Regions from separate parts of the Capra hircus genome. Here region 2 is linked to region 1. A link is a contact called in public Hi-C data. All regions are on one chromosome and are shown on one strand. The core of a region is the stretch at or near the end of the contact, and the rest is flanking DNA. Distances in the headings are between cores, read along the strand shown.

What was found. A called contact is a pair of places that touch in the nucleus more often than the background predicts.
Region 2: a contact with region 1 is called in a Hi-C map of blood, with 6 times the contacts expected there. The contact joins two enhancer-like sites. A contact is called at or near these places in 2 of 5 Hi-C or Micro-C datasets (both in blood).

Annotation. Positions count from the first base shown.
Region 1 is chr7:38,663,767-38,667,715 of ARS1.2, reverse strand. No RefSeq gene overlaps it. Among named protein-coding and RNA genes, the nearest start is that of C1QTNF2, 29 kb to the right of the region's middle. Within about 2 kb of position 1,460, at least 3 of the 5 cell types and tissues checked have an H3K27ac peak or open chromatin away from gene starts, as enhancers often do.
Region 2 is chr7:38,801,194-38,805,161 of ARS1.2, reverse strand. No RefSeq gene overlaps it. Among named protein-coding and RNA genes, the nearest start is that of FABP6, 21 kb to the right of the region's middle. Within about 2 kb of position 1,726, at least 1 of the 5 cell types and tissues checked has an H3K27ac peak or open chromatin away from gene starts, as enhancers often do.

The sequences.
Region 1 (3,949 bases), core at 211-2,710:
TTTAGTTAAGACAGAAGTAAGGTAGAGATGTACACCCAAAGAGAAAGGGTGTGAGTGTCCCCCCTAGTGAGGGGGAGCGCAGTAAAGGGGTGGTTAAGTCATTGATATAGGTCAGTTCTTCCAGGTCTTTATTTACCTTTAGCCAATTATCTGGTTTCTTTTCCCATACCTGACCTGCCCTAGGAAACTCCCCTGAGTGTGCATGCACCCTTCAGCCAAGATGGATCTTGAAGTGAAGGCTTCTGGGAGGAACAAGACTCATGGACTGGCGTTATCCCCTGACTTTTGACCACAAGGAGAATTTACATATGTGTAGTGTCTTTGTCCCAAAAAAAGGTGGTGGTGGGGAATCGGAGATCCCGTAATCTCTGATAAGGCTGGCTGTTTACTCTGTTTCTGTTGTTACATTCATTTTGGAGGGAAAACAGGAGGCTGATTGTAAAATTGCTCAACTGGAGCCCACCTATCTCTTGTCTCAGGAAGTGCTTAGAGTTGTAAGCATCCAGCCTGAAGCCCACTTCTTTGTGGCCCATGAAATGCAAATAGGAGGCCAGTTGTAAATGTCTAACCTGGAGCCCATCTATCTCCTTTGGCATTGACCCAAGCTTTTGAGGACTCAACCGTCCCCATCTTTAAAGTGGGAACGGTGGTCATGATAACTGCTCACAGCAGGGTTGAGAAACTGAGAAAAGACGATACATGTAACACTCAGCATGTGGCTAACGTTCACTAGTAGTGAGTCTTCTTGTCTTCCAGCTCAGGAAACCTAATAATAGCAACCGACGATTGTCTTCTGAAGAAGCAGAGGGCCAGATGTGAAAGTTCAGTGCTTCAGAGCATGCTGGCTTGATTCATCCAGCTGTTTTAATTTATATTTCAGTAATTCCAGGCTCTTTTCTTAGCTCTGCTTTGGAGACCGAAGCACAAATGTTTAGTGCTAAATGGATTCTGAGACCTCATCTGATCCATCCTTTGCTTCACAGATAGTGATAGTGAGGCCATCTGACGTGAAATAACTTGGCTGAAGCCACACAAGGAATGGGAAGACAGAGCTAGGACTGGAACCCAGATTTCTTGTTTCCTGGACAACTGCTGTATTCCTGCACTCTGCCAGCTGCCTCTGTAATTGTGAATGTACGCACGGAGAAGCCTCGTGGGCTACAGTCCACAAGGTCACAAAGAGCCAGACGCGACTGAGTGACTCAGCGCAGCATGCACGCAGTCTCTTTAACTGAAAATGCTAGGAAGGTGTGTGGCTCTGGGTTCTTTTTCTTTTCTCCAGCAGAGGGTCATGGTCGAATAATATCATGGATCAGAATCTCTCTTTCTTGCCGCCTCCCACCCCCGCCCTTTTTTTCCCTCTTTGGCTCAGAATCTAGAAACAGCGAGAGAAGACGCCAGGGATGTCTTCCAGCCTCTAAGCGGCGGGACTGGTGAGGTTTGTGTGGTAGACGCTCGCCCCCTAGTGGAAAGAGTGAAGATGACACCCATGGGAATGAAGAAGAGTTTCCACCTCTAGGGCCTGGCTGCCCAGGGAGTCTGAGGCATGCTTCTTGCCTAACTGGGCCTTCCTTATCTTGCCCGAATGCCGGCACTGTCAGACCCTATCTTTACTTAACATTTTGATATTTTGTTCATCAAAACTTTTTTGTATTAATTTTGATTTATTAAAATGTTGCATTAAAATATTATTTCTATTGACTACTTTGGGGGGCACCCCTTGAATTCTGTGCCTGAGGTGACTGCTTTGTTGACCTCCCCCTGATCACAGTCTTAATTCAGAAGTTAGCATTGGAAGACCCTGCCAGTACCTGATGTGCTGACACTCTCGTCGTCAGAGGCGCCCCGAGGTCGGGCGAGGGCTGGGCTGGGCTGGCCTGTGAGGGCAGTGTGGGTCTGGGGCTCTCTGCACTGTAACAGTCAGAGCTGCAGATTCCCCAGGCGTTCTCCAGAAGTGAATGGTGACAAAGATGCTCTCCTTGCCCAAACTCTAGCCAGGCTCCTTCTTCTTTCCTGGGCCTGTGGATTACAGCCATAAAGACTTGAACAAACACTAATAAAGCTTTCAACAGCTCAAGGCCACATCCTTAGGATAAAGCATCCCCCCACTTAAAGTGTCCGCCTGAAAACACTCAAGGCAGCCAAAGAATGTACTGATCGTTCCACCCAGCATCTGAAGATAGCACCCCATTTCCCAGTCTTTGTGGGAGGGTAGGAGCCCCATTTTGATAAAGGCCTGTTTGTTTTTTATTGTTCAGTCACTCAGTTGTGTCTGACTCTTTGCGACCCCATGGACTGCAGACACCAGGTTTCCCTGTCCTTCACCATGGGTTTGCTAACAGGCATAAAGGCACATCCGAGATTCACCTGGATCAGCCCCTCCCCCTTCTGTAATTTTCCATTACCCTGAGTCTACAGAGCTCATCCCCCACAGCCCCACCCCTACTCCCCCATCCTTCATTTAAAACGCTGCTGCATAAACCAAAGTGAGTCCAGTTCACACTAGACCCTTCCCTACTGCAGTGATACATGATTGATTAAAATCAGTCCTTACCACTTTAACTAGCCATCAGCTTTGTTCCTGTTTGGTAACGGCTGCCTTTTGAAGTGCGTCTCTTATGAGAAAAGACCCTGGGGCCAAGGGAAATTTTATTCCACAAAGATGCACAGTTCTTCATGACCCAGATAATCACGATGGTGTGATCACTCACTAGAGCCAGACATCCTGGAATGCGAAGTCAAGGGGGCCTTACCAAGCATCACTACAAACAAAGCTAGTTGGAGGTGGTGGAATTCCAGTTGAGTTCTTTCAAATCCTAAAAGATGATGCTGTCAAAGTGCTGCACTCAATATGTCAGCAAATTTGGAAAACTCAGCAGCGGCCACAGGACTGGAAAAGGTCAGTTTTCATTCCAATCCCAAAGAAAGGCAATGCCAAAGAATGTTCAAACTACTGCACAATTGTACTAATCTCACACCCTAGCAAAGTAATGCTTAAAATTCTCAAATCCAGGCTTCAACAGTGAACCGTGAACTTCCAGATGTTCGAACTGGATTTAGAAAAGGCAGAAGAACCAGAGATCAAATTGCCAACATCCGCTGGATCATTGAAAAAGCAAGAGAGTTCCAGAAAAACATCTGCTTTGTTGACTATGACAAAGCCTTTGACTGTGTGGATCACAACACAGTATGGAAAATTCTTAAAGAGATGGGAATATGAGACCACATTACCTGCCTCCTGAGAAATCTGTATGCAGGTCAAGAAGCAACAGTTAGAACTGGACATGGAACAACAGACTGGTTCCAAATCGGGAAAGGAGTATGTCAAGGCTGCAAATTGTTACCCTGCTTATTTAACTTCTATGCAGAGTACATCATTCTAAATGCTGGGCTAGATGAAGCACAAGCTAGAATCAAGATTGCCAGGAAAAATATCAATAACCTCATATATACAGATGACACCACCCTTATGGCAGAAAGTGAAGAAGAACTAAAGAGCCTCTTGATGGAAGTAAAAGAGGAGAGTGAAAAAGTAGGCTTAAAACTCAACATTCAGAAAACTAAGATCATGGCATCTGGTCCTGTCACTTCATGGCAAATAGATGGGGAAACACTGGAAACAGTGAGACTTTATTTTGAGGGGCTCCAAAATCACTGCAGATGGTGACTGCAGCCATGAAATTAAAAGACACTTGCTCCTTGGAAGAAAAGTTATGAGCAACCTAGACAGCATATTAAAAAGCAGAGACATTACTTTGCCAGCAAAGGTCCACCTAGTCAAAACTATGGCTTTTCCAGTGGTCATGTATGGATGTGAGAGTTGAACTATAAAGAAAGCTGAGCACTGAAGAATTGATGCTTTTGAAGTGTGGTGTTGGAGAAGGCTCTTGAGAGTCCCTTGGACAGCAAGGAGATCCAACCAGTCAATCCTAAAGGAAATCAGTCCTGA
Region 2 (3,968 bases), core at 477-2,976, 140 kb before region 1:
GATCATGCCGTCCTCGCTCACAGCCCTCCAGTGACTTCCTTGGACTCCAGAATCAAAGCCAAACATCCAGGCCCCTGGCGCACATTCAGGCAGATGTGGTCCTCAGCCCCCAGCTTTTACCTGACGTTCCGCTCCCTGCTCTCCCCAGTCCTGTGTCCTCAGCATGCCTCGCCAGACAGGCCTTCCCTTCCCTCCTCACCTTAAAACATTTCCTCAAACGTGGGCACTTTCTTCCATTGCATATTTTTCAAGGCACTTTGGACCACACCTTCTCCTGGAGAAGGGAATGGCAACCCACTCCAGTATTCTTGCCTGGAAAATCCCATGGATGGAGGAACCTGGTAGGCTCTAGTGCATGGGGTCGCAGAGAGTCAGACACGACTTCGCGACTTCGCCTTTCACTTTTGGGCCACACGGCTTACCTTCTTTGTTGTCTGCCTCGCCTTGCCTGGAATCTCAATTCCTTGTCTGTCATTAATTCCTGCATCCACAGGGCCCACGTGGCTGGCACATAGTAGGGGCTCCATACACACTAACTGAATAAACGAAAGAAAGAACAGTTTGATGGTCTCAAGAGCCCCTGTCCTTGCTATGACTCTGCCAACTAAAAAAGATGTACAACTTGAGAGTTGTGAGTTCAGGGTTATTGGGGGCAAAATGAGGACTGCAGCCCAGGAAGAACAATCTCAGATAGCTCTGAGAGACTGCTCAAAAGCGGCAGTGGGGGAAATTCAATATATAAGGTTTTGGTGAAGGGGGAGCTCAATACCACGAAGCACTCAATTTACAAAAGGGTTTTGGATAGTCATGAGGGTCTGACGTCACCATTAAGGGATTTAGTGCTTCTCTAGATATGAGGCGATGCAAAGATTGAGAGCATAAAATCTGTTCCTAAAAACATCCAACTATCTAAAGACCGGTCCCACCAGATTCCCTGGAGCAGAGTGCCTCAGTCCACCCTGAGCTCTCTCAGGCATTGCTGAAGGTCAACAGCTACAGCAGCCTGGGGTTCAGTCTCCATGGAGGCAGGTGGCAAATGCCTCTGTTGCTCAGTCATTGGCAGTGCTCTTGCTAAGTGCCAGTTTGTAGTCGACAGCTCTGTGCCTCATCACAGGCTTTGAGGCCTTGGGCTCAGTGAGGCTCACAGGCAGGGCCGGCTCAGCCTAGAGAGATGGGGCAGGAGGCGTTCAGCAGCCCTGTGAACGGGTGAAGATGTCATCAGAGGCAAATGCAAGATGTCCCTGGTCACAGTGGAGGGGGACACTTGGGGAGTTACACATAGAAAGACTCTAATGTGACTCCATGGCTTCAAGAATCCTTTCCCTTCTTTCAGCAGTCTCAGGGGCGCTCTTTTTGAGAGTGCCTCAGTGTTACGAAGAGTCGGACACGACTGAGTGACTTCACTTTCACTTTTCACTTTCATGCATTGGAGAAGGAAATGGCAACCCACTCCAGTGTTCTTGCCTGGAGAATGCCAGGGACGGCGGAGCCTGGTGGGCTGCCATCTATGGGGTCGCACAGAGTCGGACACGACTGAAGCGACTTAGCAGCAGCAGCAGCAGAAGTGTTACTATTATTAAGCTGGTTTCCCTCCACACGGAAGGACAATCCTGGGCGTAGCGCCCGCCTGCGCCCAGAGATGATCCTAGTGGAGAAAAGGGGTCGCCCTTCCTCCCCTGGGCTCCGCCTGCCTAGGACATCCTGCGGAGCGCGCCACCAGAGGGCGCTCCAGGTCACCGCATCTCCTTGCAGTGGCCGCCAGAGGCAGCGGGGCTGGGTTCTGCTGCCTGTCCCACCTGCGGGGGTCTCTCTCTCTCTCCCCAGCTCCCTTTCCTTCTCCCTCTCGTTCTCTTCACGTCTTCCTATAAGAAGTGGGGGCTGTACATGGCCTTCTCCATGGAGAGAACTCCACATCCCCACCTGCTACCTGCAGCCAGTTTCTCTCTGAGCCCCTCACTGTGCAGTCACAGGTCACGTGACTTTCTGAGATGGAAAGGCTTGTCAGGGTCTCTCTGCTTCACCTCACTGAAGGTGAATCTAAGGCAGTGAAACAAAATGTTAAACTTGGAATTCTTCTTTTTTGTCCTGATAGCTCGTGAGGTCTTAGCTCCCAACCAGAGATCCAGCCCAAGCCTCTGCAGTAGAAGTGCAGAGTCTTAACTTTGGACCGCCAAGACTGGATGTATGTCTTGACTCTGTCACTTAAGACCTGGGCCGCCTTGAGTTGGTTCCCTAATCTCTCTGAGCTCAGGCTGCAAACGTTCCAGCCTCTTAGGGATGTGGGAAGTTACACATGCAACATGTTTATCGCTGTGCCTGGAGCTTCCCTGGTGGCTCACACCATAAAGAATCTTTCTGCAATGTGGGAGACCTGGGTTCAATCCCTGGATGAGAAGATGTCCTGGAGAGGGAATCAGCTACCCACTCCAGTATTCTTGCCTGGAGAATCCCGTGGACAGAGGAGCCTGACGGGCTACAGTCCATGGCGTTGCAGAGTCCATACGACTGAGACACTACTACTTTCAGTTTCTGGAGAGAGCTATTATTATTGGGAAAGTGGCCTACGTAAGGCCCCCTGTCAAGCGAAGGTGGCAGACCTGGGCCCAGAATCCTCTAACTCAGGCTGCAGCCCTTCCTCTGATGGGCAAGGGTCACCTCTGGTTGCTTATGGGTTCTTAGTTCCCTGACCAGGAATTGAACCCAAGCCCTTGGCAGTGAAAGCTGCGGAGTCCTAACCACTAGACTGCAAGGGAATTCCCAAGGGAGATTTTCTTTGTGGCCTTTTTTGTTTCTCTTGAATACTGAAACATGTGAATATATTATCTATTTTGAAGCTTAATTCTAGAACTCTCTTTAATGAAAGAAAATGGTGACCAAAGAAAAATTATATAATACAACATAATATGATAGGACATGATATAATGTAATATATTTGGGTTGGAGAGAACTCATCTGGGATTCCTTCTCCATCCTCCTCTTCTTCCCTCCTTTCTCCACTTCCTCCTCCCTCTCTTCAGGGAACTGCCTTCTCTGGACCAGCCCAGATGGTGAGCTGTCTCTGAACTCATTCATTCACTCACTTGTCGTTGATCTATTCACCAAATGTGCTCTGGGACAGAAGAAGGATTTAGGCAGACATAACTCTACTTTCTGCTGTCTATGCGGGAGAGAGATATTATAACCCACAACTACCCAACAGAGTCGTTGCAATTAGTATGAGTGCCGTGACAGAGGTGATGTGGCCGCACAGAAAATGGGCCTCACCTAGCCTCCAGGGTTGGAAAGGCTTTTCTGAGGAAGTGACTCCCCCCCGCCCCATGCCTTTTATTCTTGGACAAGCTCTTATGCTTTCTTTTGAAAGAACTAACAAATGTACGAACATATAGAAACTATTATCGTGAACCCCATGCAGCCATCACCCAGCTCCCACGATGAGCAACGTGGTTAATCTTGTTTTGCTTCTGCACCACCCACTCCCCCACTTCACCCCCACCCAATTGTTTTGAAGCAAATCCCAGGCGGCTTATTATTTCATCTTTAAATACTTCATTGTGCTGTGCTGTGCTTAGTCGCTCAGTCATGTCTGACTCTTTGGGACTATATGTACTGCAGCTCACCAGGCTCCTCTGTCCATGGAGATTCTCCAGGCAGGAATACTGGAGTGGGTTGCCATGTCCTCCTCCAGGGGATCTTCCCAACCCAGGGACTGAACCCAGGTCTTCCACATTGCAGGCAGATTCTTTACCGTCTGAGCCACCAAGGAAGCCCAAGAATACTGGAGTGGGTAGCCTGTCCCTTCTCTAGGGGATCTTCCTGACCCAGGAATTGAACAGGGGTCTCCTGCATTGCAGGCAGATTCTTTATCAGCTGAGCTACCAGGGAAAACCAAATACTTCATTATGTATCTCTAAAAGATAAGGATGAAAAATCTGCATGCAATGTGGGAGACCTGGGTTCAATTCCTGGGT